Regions from separate parts of the Mus musculus genome. Here region 2 is linked to region 1. A link is a contact called in public Hi-C data. All regions are on one chromosome and are shown on one strand. Each heading gives the region's core, a stretch centred on a gene start, on an enhancer-like site or on the middle of the called end of the contact. The rest is flanking DNA. Distances are from core to core; before and after follow the strand shown.

The links. A called contact is a pair of places that touch in the nucleus more often than the background predicts.
Region 2: a Hi-C map of Th1 cells shows a contact between it and region 1, with 1.8 times the contacts expected there. The contact joins two enhancer-like sites. A contact is called at or near these places in 3 of 484 Hi-C or Micro-C datasets (Th1 cells, conventional type 1 dendritic cells and embryonic stem cells) and 2 of 9 other capture datasets (adipose tissue and liver).

Annotation. Positions count from the first base shown.
Region 1 is chr6:108,304,982-108,309,372 of GRCm38.p6, reverse strand. All of the region lies in intron 4 of Itpr1 (inositol 1,4,5-trisphosphate receptor 1), which reads right to left. Among named protein-coding and RNA genes, the nearest start is that of Itpr1, 94 kb to the right of the region's middle. Within about 2 kb of position 2,317, at least 206 of the 459 cell types and tissues checked have an H3K27ac peak or open chromatin away from gene starts, as enhancers often do. A contact at or near this core is called in Th1 cells, where this site is marked.
Region 2 is chr6:108,406,789-108,411,179 of GRCm38.p6, reverse strand. It overlaps Itpr1 (inositol 1,4,5-trisphosphate receptor 1), which reads right to left. Exons shown (of 62, transcript NM_010585.5): 36 at 251-371. Among named protein-coding and RNA genes, the nearest start is that of Gm35165, 64 kb to the left of the region's middle. Within about 2 kb of position 2,244, at least 12 of the 459 cell types and tissues checked have an H3K27ac peak or open chromatin away from gene starts, as enhancers often do. A contact at or near this core is called in Th1 cells, where this site is marked.

The DNA.
Region 1 (4,391 bases), core at 1,068-3,567:
GCGAGTAGAAATGTTCTCCCTTTTGCCCCAGAGCAGGTCAAACAGAAAAGAGGCCAGTCTACAATCTTCATTTGGATGACATCACTGTGCATCTTACATATAACTTATAAAGTACCAAGGTAAAGCAAGGCCAGCTGATCAGCATGATCTCCCAGAGAATGTCCCTTTAAAATTATGCCCAAGCCCAACTCACAACTGTAGACACAGAACACGAAGAAACAATGTGGTAATCTCCTAGGAAATTATTCCTAGCAACCAACACCTGAGAGGCCCTGAAAATCTGACAGTTCCAAGTAGCAGATGAAAAAAAGTCAGGGAAAAAACAAACAAAAAACAACACAGTAATGTAACAAGACAAAGGAAGCTCAAAAGAGACAGTGGCAGGCCAGGGTGATAGGTCAAAACTTGGGAGGACCTAAGCTTGATCCCCACAACTCACATAAAAAGGCTGCCTGGGTAATGTGTGCTTATTACCCCAACTCCGAGGAAGGAGAGAAGGAGAGACGGGCAGATCCCTAGGGCTTGCGCATCAGGCTATCTAGGCAACCTACTTGCCTAGGCCCCAGGCAAAGTAAACGATTCTCTCTTGAAAAGAAAACCTTAAGCAATCATGTATGGCTCCTGAAGATCGACAGTGCAGCCTGACTTCTGGCTGTTACAAGCATTATATATACATATGTCTACACATCTGTGCATACACAAACCCGTGCGCTCGTGCTCACACACAGCACACAAAGCACACATGCAAAGAGAACCTGGTGCTAAAGAAAGGTCAGCAGTGATTTTATGGAAGAATCATCAATCACCAGAAGAACGCATGCAAATCATACAGGCAGCCTCCAGCACTGGACGATCAGACCGATGGAGAGAAAGCCTGCAAGGCTTTCTACGCAGGACCAGGCAGGGGCTTCAGCTGTGAGAAGGCCCTTAGTGCAGGCAGCTGGAAGGCCACTTCCTAAGTCTGGCAGTCAGGTGTATATGTCTAACTGTGGGTCTGAGCATGTTAATTCTTGAGGCCTGTGTTTCCGAAAAATAAAAGATGTGACCAGCACCCTCCTCATAAGAGAGCATGTTTGCAAATTTACATATGGGTGAACTTCAGTACAGTCCAGGTACCATGAAGTACTCAATACCTGTCGCTGTAGCAGAAATCATCATTATCCATGTGAAAATGCACCAGAATAGAGAATATGTGCAAAGGACAAAGACACACTCACTCCACCCAAGGAATGGTCATCCTAGTGCAGGATGACTTTGGGTGGCCGCACTATGGAGACAGGTGATTGGTCGGTTTCATGTTGTTCCCTCAGCATCAGGCAGCCTTGTTCCTGACACATCTTGAGTGCGGCTTTGAATCTTCTCAAGTTGGCTTGCTATTTTCTCATCAGCAGACAGAAATACATGAACCAGATAGGAGTGAATGGAGAATTCATCTGCCCAAACACCTGCCAGAGCAGGCAAGCAGGCACGCAGGCAAGCAGGCACACAGGCACGCACACACAATCGTGCAGGTGGGTCACTCCAGTGTGCCCCCCCCCTGGCTTGGGTGGGTGGGTAATACATCCTGACAGCATGGAGCTCAGGGTAATTGTGGTATTGAACACGTGCAGTCTTCCCTTCTACATCTCTCTCCCTCTACCCTAGCAAGCTGCCAGATGTCACTCCTTTGCCAGACAGTGAACTGCTGGGGATTTGGGAAAAGAGGGAAGTCATTTTGGACAGGCAGAGCTGGAAGAGAGAAATGTAGGCATGCTTTAAAAAAAGAGGGGTGACCGGGGGTAGGGGGTGTGGGGGGTAGGCTTCACCAACAAGTTCTAGAAAACGAAAGTGACTTCAAAGCTTGCCCAATCCTCACCACCATGGAGAGGCAGGCCATGAAAGATGGGAGGGAAAAACCGGTCTCAGGGTAGCTAGGCAGCCGCCTCAAACCATTACCAAATTCAACTTCCCTTTTTAAAAATAAATAAAAGTTTTTTAGAGAAATGTTCCTGTCTGAGCCAGGAGCAAGGACTACTCCATTAACTCCACCCTCATCTTCAGCTCCACCTTTCATCCAGAAACATCTAACTTGCATTCAACACACTACAAACTTCCTTTTTAGGCTAAAGCACAAACTAACCATGGCCTGAAAGATAAACCACACCTTCTTGTCACTCTTGTGTTCAGTCTAATTATTTTTAAAGTGCTGCTGCTCGGCTTGCCCAGGTCGGGAGGCTAGATCCCACCAGGAAGAGGAGCAGGAAGGGGAGGGGCAGCCGCCTGAGTGGGAACCACTAAGATGACTGTTTCTTTATGACACCGGAAGCCGTACTTCAGAAGATAACTGAGGACATGGATCTGACTGAAATCAATGTCATCTATCCTGTGGTAGATAAAGCCCTCCAAGAAGCAGAGCCAGAGAGAATAACGAGGGGAAAGGCAATCTAGGCAGCAGGATCCTGGGAAATGAGAAGGACCAGCCCACTTGGGGCTCGGAAGAAAGGAAAAACAAACAAACAAACAACAGAAACCAAACAAACAAACAACAACAGAAACCAAACAAACAAAACACCGGAACACTCTGGAGTCCCTGGTTTCAAAAGGAAGTTTATTCTTAACTATACACCTATTGTTAAACATCTCATTAGCCTGAGGTCCAAACATCACCTGCCCTGGAACCAGTGAGAATCCATTAGGATCCCCATTAGAACCAGGAACCCCAAGCTTCCAGCAAGCTCTAGTTCTCCTCAGGAGATGGTGGAGGGCAATAGTGCTTGAAACAGTGAAAAGGCCCTTTCCAGGAATAACGAACTCCACAGCTGACCATATAAGGCAAATGAAAGCAAAAGGCCAGGGAGGCTCTTCCTCGGAGCAGCCGGATAAGGGACAGGGACACACACCCCAACTCGAGCCTGGACTGTCTGGATTGTGGACAGGAAGAGAAAATGCTAAGAGCTACAAAAGCGAAAACACGGAGGGAGCCAAAGGAGAAGCCGGGGTGCGCTGTTTCCAGCCGGGGAACAGGCTTGGCCTGGGAACCTTCAGACACTGTGCGCTGCTGTGCACAGACCCTGTGAAACTGTGCAAACGGGCAGAGTCTGGCACTAGAATTCAAAAGTAACTGCTTTTTTTCAAATCCCCAAGTACAGACTCATAGTCTACAGCTTCTATAGGACCTCGGTGTTACATATGAACCTACACAATCAATTTCCATCTTTCAAATAAAAACATTTACAAGGCTGATTTCATCTAAGTGTTTATTTCACTGTTTTTTTCTTTTTTCTTCCAAACTAAGTCCAAAGTTCATGTTTTAGGAACTCTCCTTATAGAAGAAACAACTCGGTTCTTTAAACTATATTTTCCTCCTCCCTTATGCCAAGAGTCCTTTATATGCTGAGAAAATTTACAATAAATAGCAGAGGGGATGATTGCTATTGTTATAATAAAGGTTGGCTGTGGGGGAGGAAAACAAAACTCTCTAATACAGGGTTCAAGCTTAGATTCTGCCACTGTCTCCTGTGGGTTTTTAGAAATGTCACCAAGCCAGAGTGTGGGCATATGACAAGAGAAGACAGAAGCACCCAGACAGATGGGAAGAGAGCACATTCCATAGATTTTTCCAGAAAAACCTAGCCCTGCTTTTCCTCTCCTTGAGCCATGTAGATTTCTAAAAGCAAAGCGGCTCACTGGAAACTGTAACAAACCATTAACAAACCATCAGTCGGGAAGAGAGGTTTGTAAAGGGTTAAGTGCTCAGAAAACAGTCTGTCACCTAGTTAACAGTGTCTGCCTTCCAGGACCAGAGTCCGGCCTATCCACTTCCTTTCTGTGCAATGCCCTCTCTCACTCATTCTCCGGCATTAGTTATGTTTCGGGAGTCTGGAAAGAATCTTGCCAACCTCAGCAGTGTAGGAAGATGCTCAAGGCTATCTGCATCTTGACCCTGACCGAAGGCAGAAGCAGCAAGATATACAGGCTGGTGGGAGAGGAGAAAGTGGCCATCTATCTCCTAAATAGACTCAAAACTGGGTCAGCTGGCTCACCCTGGACACACTGAGGGAGGTAGGAGGTGTCTCACTCTCAGCGGAAACCCAGCCCTCAGGCTGTAAACTACCCAGCTACTTCTCTGGCGCGTTCCAACGTTGCTACATCAGAAAGCTCATTACGGGGATGGAAGGGGTACTTGACAAAAGCAAAGAGGTGTCCAATCTCTAGGTTCGGAGATTGATATCTAAGGTTAGTTGTGTGACTGCATGGAGCACACTTGATCTGACTTGACAGCTCAGTATTTGTCAATGCATTAAGGCCAGGATTGGATCTTTTGAGGCCTGGCATAGAGCATAAGTTTAAGGGACACTGTCAGAATTAGGAAATGAACAGAGCCCTTTAAAAGCTCCTATGATCCTGATGTT
Region 2 (4,391 bases), core at 995-3,494, 100 kb before region 1:
AGGGTCTTGATAGTCTTGATGGATAGTCACTTGCCAAGAGCCGTCTGGCTTTGATCTACGGAATCTTGTTTTTCAAGGATTTACTGTTTCTCACTGTGCTGGCTTGGCAAAGACAGAGGCCAAGGAGTCAAGAGCTCGGCTCTGGGTCTGGCTTTGCAGCTTCCTTCCTTGGGAGAGCTGCGGCTCGGCTCGGTAAACAGCAGGCCACTCATTTTCATCCCGCCACATCCAGACGGATTGGCTGCCTTACCTACGTCAGAGAGCACCCGGATGCAGCTCTCCACCGAGGCTTTTTGGCTCGGCATCAGCCAGTTGCAGTGGTAAACTCGGAACACGCCTTGCAGGAGTTGCACAAAGACAGGCTGGCGGGTCTATAAGAGAGAGAGGCGAGGTGAAGAAGGCTGCAGAACACAGATGGCCTGGCTAGAAACAGAGGCTGTCTGGAACCCTCCACATCTTAGTGGGAGGATTCCAGAAGGGTCAAGGACTGGATTCCAGAATGTGTCTGCTTTGGTGTAGATGTTGACTATCCCCTAAAGAGCTATGTATTAAAGGGACTGGTCTTCAGACTGGTACCATAGGAAGGAGGTGGGACCTAGGAAGAGGTCCTTCGGGCATCCAAAGGACAGGGGGTGGGACATTGCCCTCCTCCTTGCTATTGTTGCTTTCTTTTTATGATTGGTTGAACATGTCTACCCCATCAGACACTCCTGCCATGATATGCTGCCTCACCGCAAAGCTTTGGGGAAAAAAAAATTAATCTTTTTTTGTTTGTAACTAAATTAGTCTGTTTTTTTTTCATCATATCAACAGAAAGCTGAAGAACACAGTGCCTAGATGGTGAGAGAAGCTCAGGAGCATTTTAAAGCAATAAAATAGTATCACCGACTTCATGTTACTTATTTTAGATGCATTTTAAACTTGATATTATCTAATGAATTCTGATCACCAGAGTGAGCAGGGAAATCAAACGCTCCAAAGCAGTAAAGCCACGCAACTACGAACCAGATGAATTAACCCAGGTCAGCGATTTCACCCTGGTGTGAGTGGCCCCCAGCATGTTAGATGTACCACAGTCACTTAGACCAAACTCTCCTTGAAGCACCATGTCCCAAGAAAAGCTCTGACCTCATGATTCTGCTGCTGCTGCAGCGTCCCAACAGCTGCACTACAGGTGCAAACCACCATCCTGAGCTAGCATCTGTATGTCCAATACTTTGTTTGCTTATTTAATTTACTTATTGTTTAACTGTATGCATTCATGTGTGTCATGGGGAGTCAGTTCTGTCCTTCTAGCATGGGAGTTCCAGGGATCAAACACAGGCCTACTAGGCATGCTAGCAAGTGCCTTTATACTTGAGCCATTTCACTGGCCCTAGACACTATATATTTTTTTTTTTTTTTTTTGGCTTTTTCAAGACAGGGTTTCTCTATAGCCCTGGCTGTCCTGTAGACACTATATTTTTAATTCACAAAAATGGAATGCCAGATGGATGTCAGCAGGGACGTCACCTCTATCCTTATTTATGACAGTCTCTTTGATGGTACAAAGACAACCCAGCTGTAATGGGTAGTGACAATAAATATCCATTTAACCCAGAGCACGGGCACAAGCCAATTGCTTTCTATGAGAAGACCTCTCTTTGGCCTCATGAGAAGAACTAAGTTTGCACTCCTTTTAAAGTAAGAGCATGCATACAGCTAGTGAATTAGATACTGACTTTCTGAATGCTTTTTAAAGTAGGGATTTCTTATCTCTATTCATGTGACATTTTTCTCTTTGGACATGCCAGGCAAAGGTGTATGGTGAGCTGCACCAGTCATCTGTTTGGGGCAGATAACTCATTCGGCTGCACTAAAGTGCATCGGAAAGGAGTAAAGAAAGAGGCGGTGAGAAATCTAAAGGGATTTCCATGGTGAGAGGGAACCAAGGCAAGTGCTAGAGGAGAAAGAGAGCCTGTTTTAAGAAAATGAAACAGAGGAATAGAATTTTCAGTTCCCCCCTACAAATGCGGTTCATGTATCTTCCCATTGTTGGGTGCGTGATACAAGCCAGATGTGTCATGCATGATCTCATTTGGACCTGGATAATAACTATGTGACATGGAAGTTACCTTTGTGTTCTAGTATAAGACAAAGGCTGGGCAAGGATAAAATTATCCAAAACTGCTAAGAGAGGCCAGCAGAGCGCTGACTCAACCTCTTCTCCCCATTCAGGTCAGCTGGGACTGGAATCTTCCGGAAGAACAGCCTGCCCTGCGCTCCCAACCACCCAGCAGCAAGCTTCAGTACTCATAGAGGTCAAGGGGACAGGGAGCCAGAGGAATTGGCCAAGGAACCTAGAGTCAGTTCCTATGGCTGTGGCTTCTGCTTAACCTCTGAGTTTATAAAGGGTCCCAATCGAAAGAGCTACCTGCCCCGAGTCCTTGCCCCTGGCCTGCCCCTGTGCTAAGAACTGCGCGAGTATCTCATTTAGCCTTAGAATGACCCTGTGAAGAAGGAAGGGGCATTATTATAAATGCTGAGCTTGAGACGAGACCCCTATAGTCTAAGTCACGGAGAAGTGTTCCTTGGTTAGTCAATTCACACGAACCAGTGTTTATGAGCCATCTGCTTCCTCCTGTCTGATACCTGGGCATATAAAGGTGACCGAATGAGTTCTCAGTAGTTGCCTCCTAACTGAAAAATGTGACAGGCAGCATGGTGACATCAGCTCACTTGACTTCTTAGCCAAAAGGACAGGGCTAGTCCTATAGTCTATTCATTGTTTGATTGGGTAAAGAGTGATACAGGGACTCAAGGATACATGTAATTTCAGGAGTTATCCACAAGGGGGCACTGCTGGAATGTGGTGGAACCTTTGATAGGTAAGGCACTGTGGAAGGGACATTGGGACAGTGGCTCCTTTTCATTTCTTTCTCCTTTTTCCCTTCCTGTCTTCCCTCTGCCCACCTTTCTCCCCATGCCTCCAGTTGCAGGCACCACACTGTAATGTGAAATAGTCCTGCAGTCCTACTTGGTTATGAATCCTATCCCTATCCTATCCATAACTGCGCCTTCCTCTGGCCTCTCAGCTCCTCTCTTGAACCATTCATGTTCCCTCCAGGCCCCGCGAAGTCCCTTCCCTGCCCCGGCTAAGACTTTATTTTTAATCTTTAGCCATTTTATCCTTCTGAGTCTCAGAGCTCAAGTACTAACTCAAAAAATTGGTAACTAGGTGCTGGTCGTTAATACCAGCATCAAAGGCCCAGCAATGTCTGAGACACTAGTCTGCAGACCGGTAGAGGCTGCCACATTTGAACCTCCTGCTGTGTGCTAGGTACTATACTGAATGTTTCAAATAAATATTGTATCTCATTCTCACAAGAGCACACCAAGTTGATATTATATTCTTGCCAGACATACACGATAAGTTCTGAGCCAGGTGTGGTGGCACCGTTGGGAGGTCAAAGCAGGAGGATCAGGAAGTCAAGGCCAGCCTTGGTGACATAGTGAGTCTGAGCCACCATAGGCTACATGAGACCCTGTTTCAAAATAGAAAGGAGAAAAAGAGAAGGCATGAAAAGGGAGGGGAGGGGAGGGAACAGGAAGTTCAGTGACCTCTCTGTGTTAACAGAGCTCAGATAGGACAGAATAGAGATTTGAATCCAATCTGTCTTGCTCTAAAGCTTCCAGAATTCTCCTCTTCCTCCCTGGAATTCACATTTACAAGCTGATACTTGGGCATTTCCCTGGCAGCTCAAATGCAGTGCATCTAACGCCAAATTCATCGGTCTCAGCTCTGACATAGGAGGCGGGAGGGAGAAAGAACTGAGATGTAGCTAAGGAGAAGACACGCCTTACAAAGGAACAGCACGAGAGGCTACACAGGCGTGTTCATTACCAATGAAAGGTTCAGAGATCTATCAGCTACGTCTTCAGAATTACACCTTGATTTCTGGGTATAAACTACACCTTAGGAGAGATTTGGAATATTTGTCATTTGAAGATTTACTTCTCTGGCAATTCTTGCTTATATGCTGGATAAATTTAGTCCACAGAAGGAAACAGTAGCAACCAAGGTGAGAAGCCATAATGTATGCCCCATTTAAAGCTGTGTGTGTGTGTGTGTGTGTGTGTCTGTCTGTCTGTCTGTCTGTCTGTCTCCAGGTACACATGTTCAACAGCACAGGTTTGGAATTCAGAGGACAATCCTTACAAGCTGATTGTCTCTTGCTACCCAGTAGATACAGGGATTGAACTCAGGTCGTCAGGCCTGTGAGCACGTGCCTCCACCTGTTGGGCCATCAGCCGACCCACGGCATACAGCTTATGGTTTTCAACACTGTTTCACTATCTCCTGGGGCATCACCATCTCGAATGTCACCTTCTACTACAAGAGAAGCGTGTCT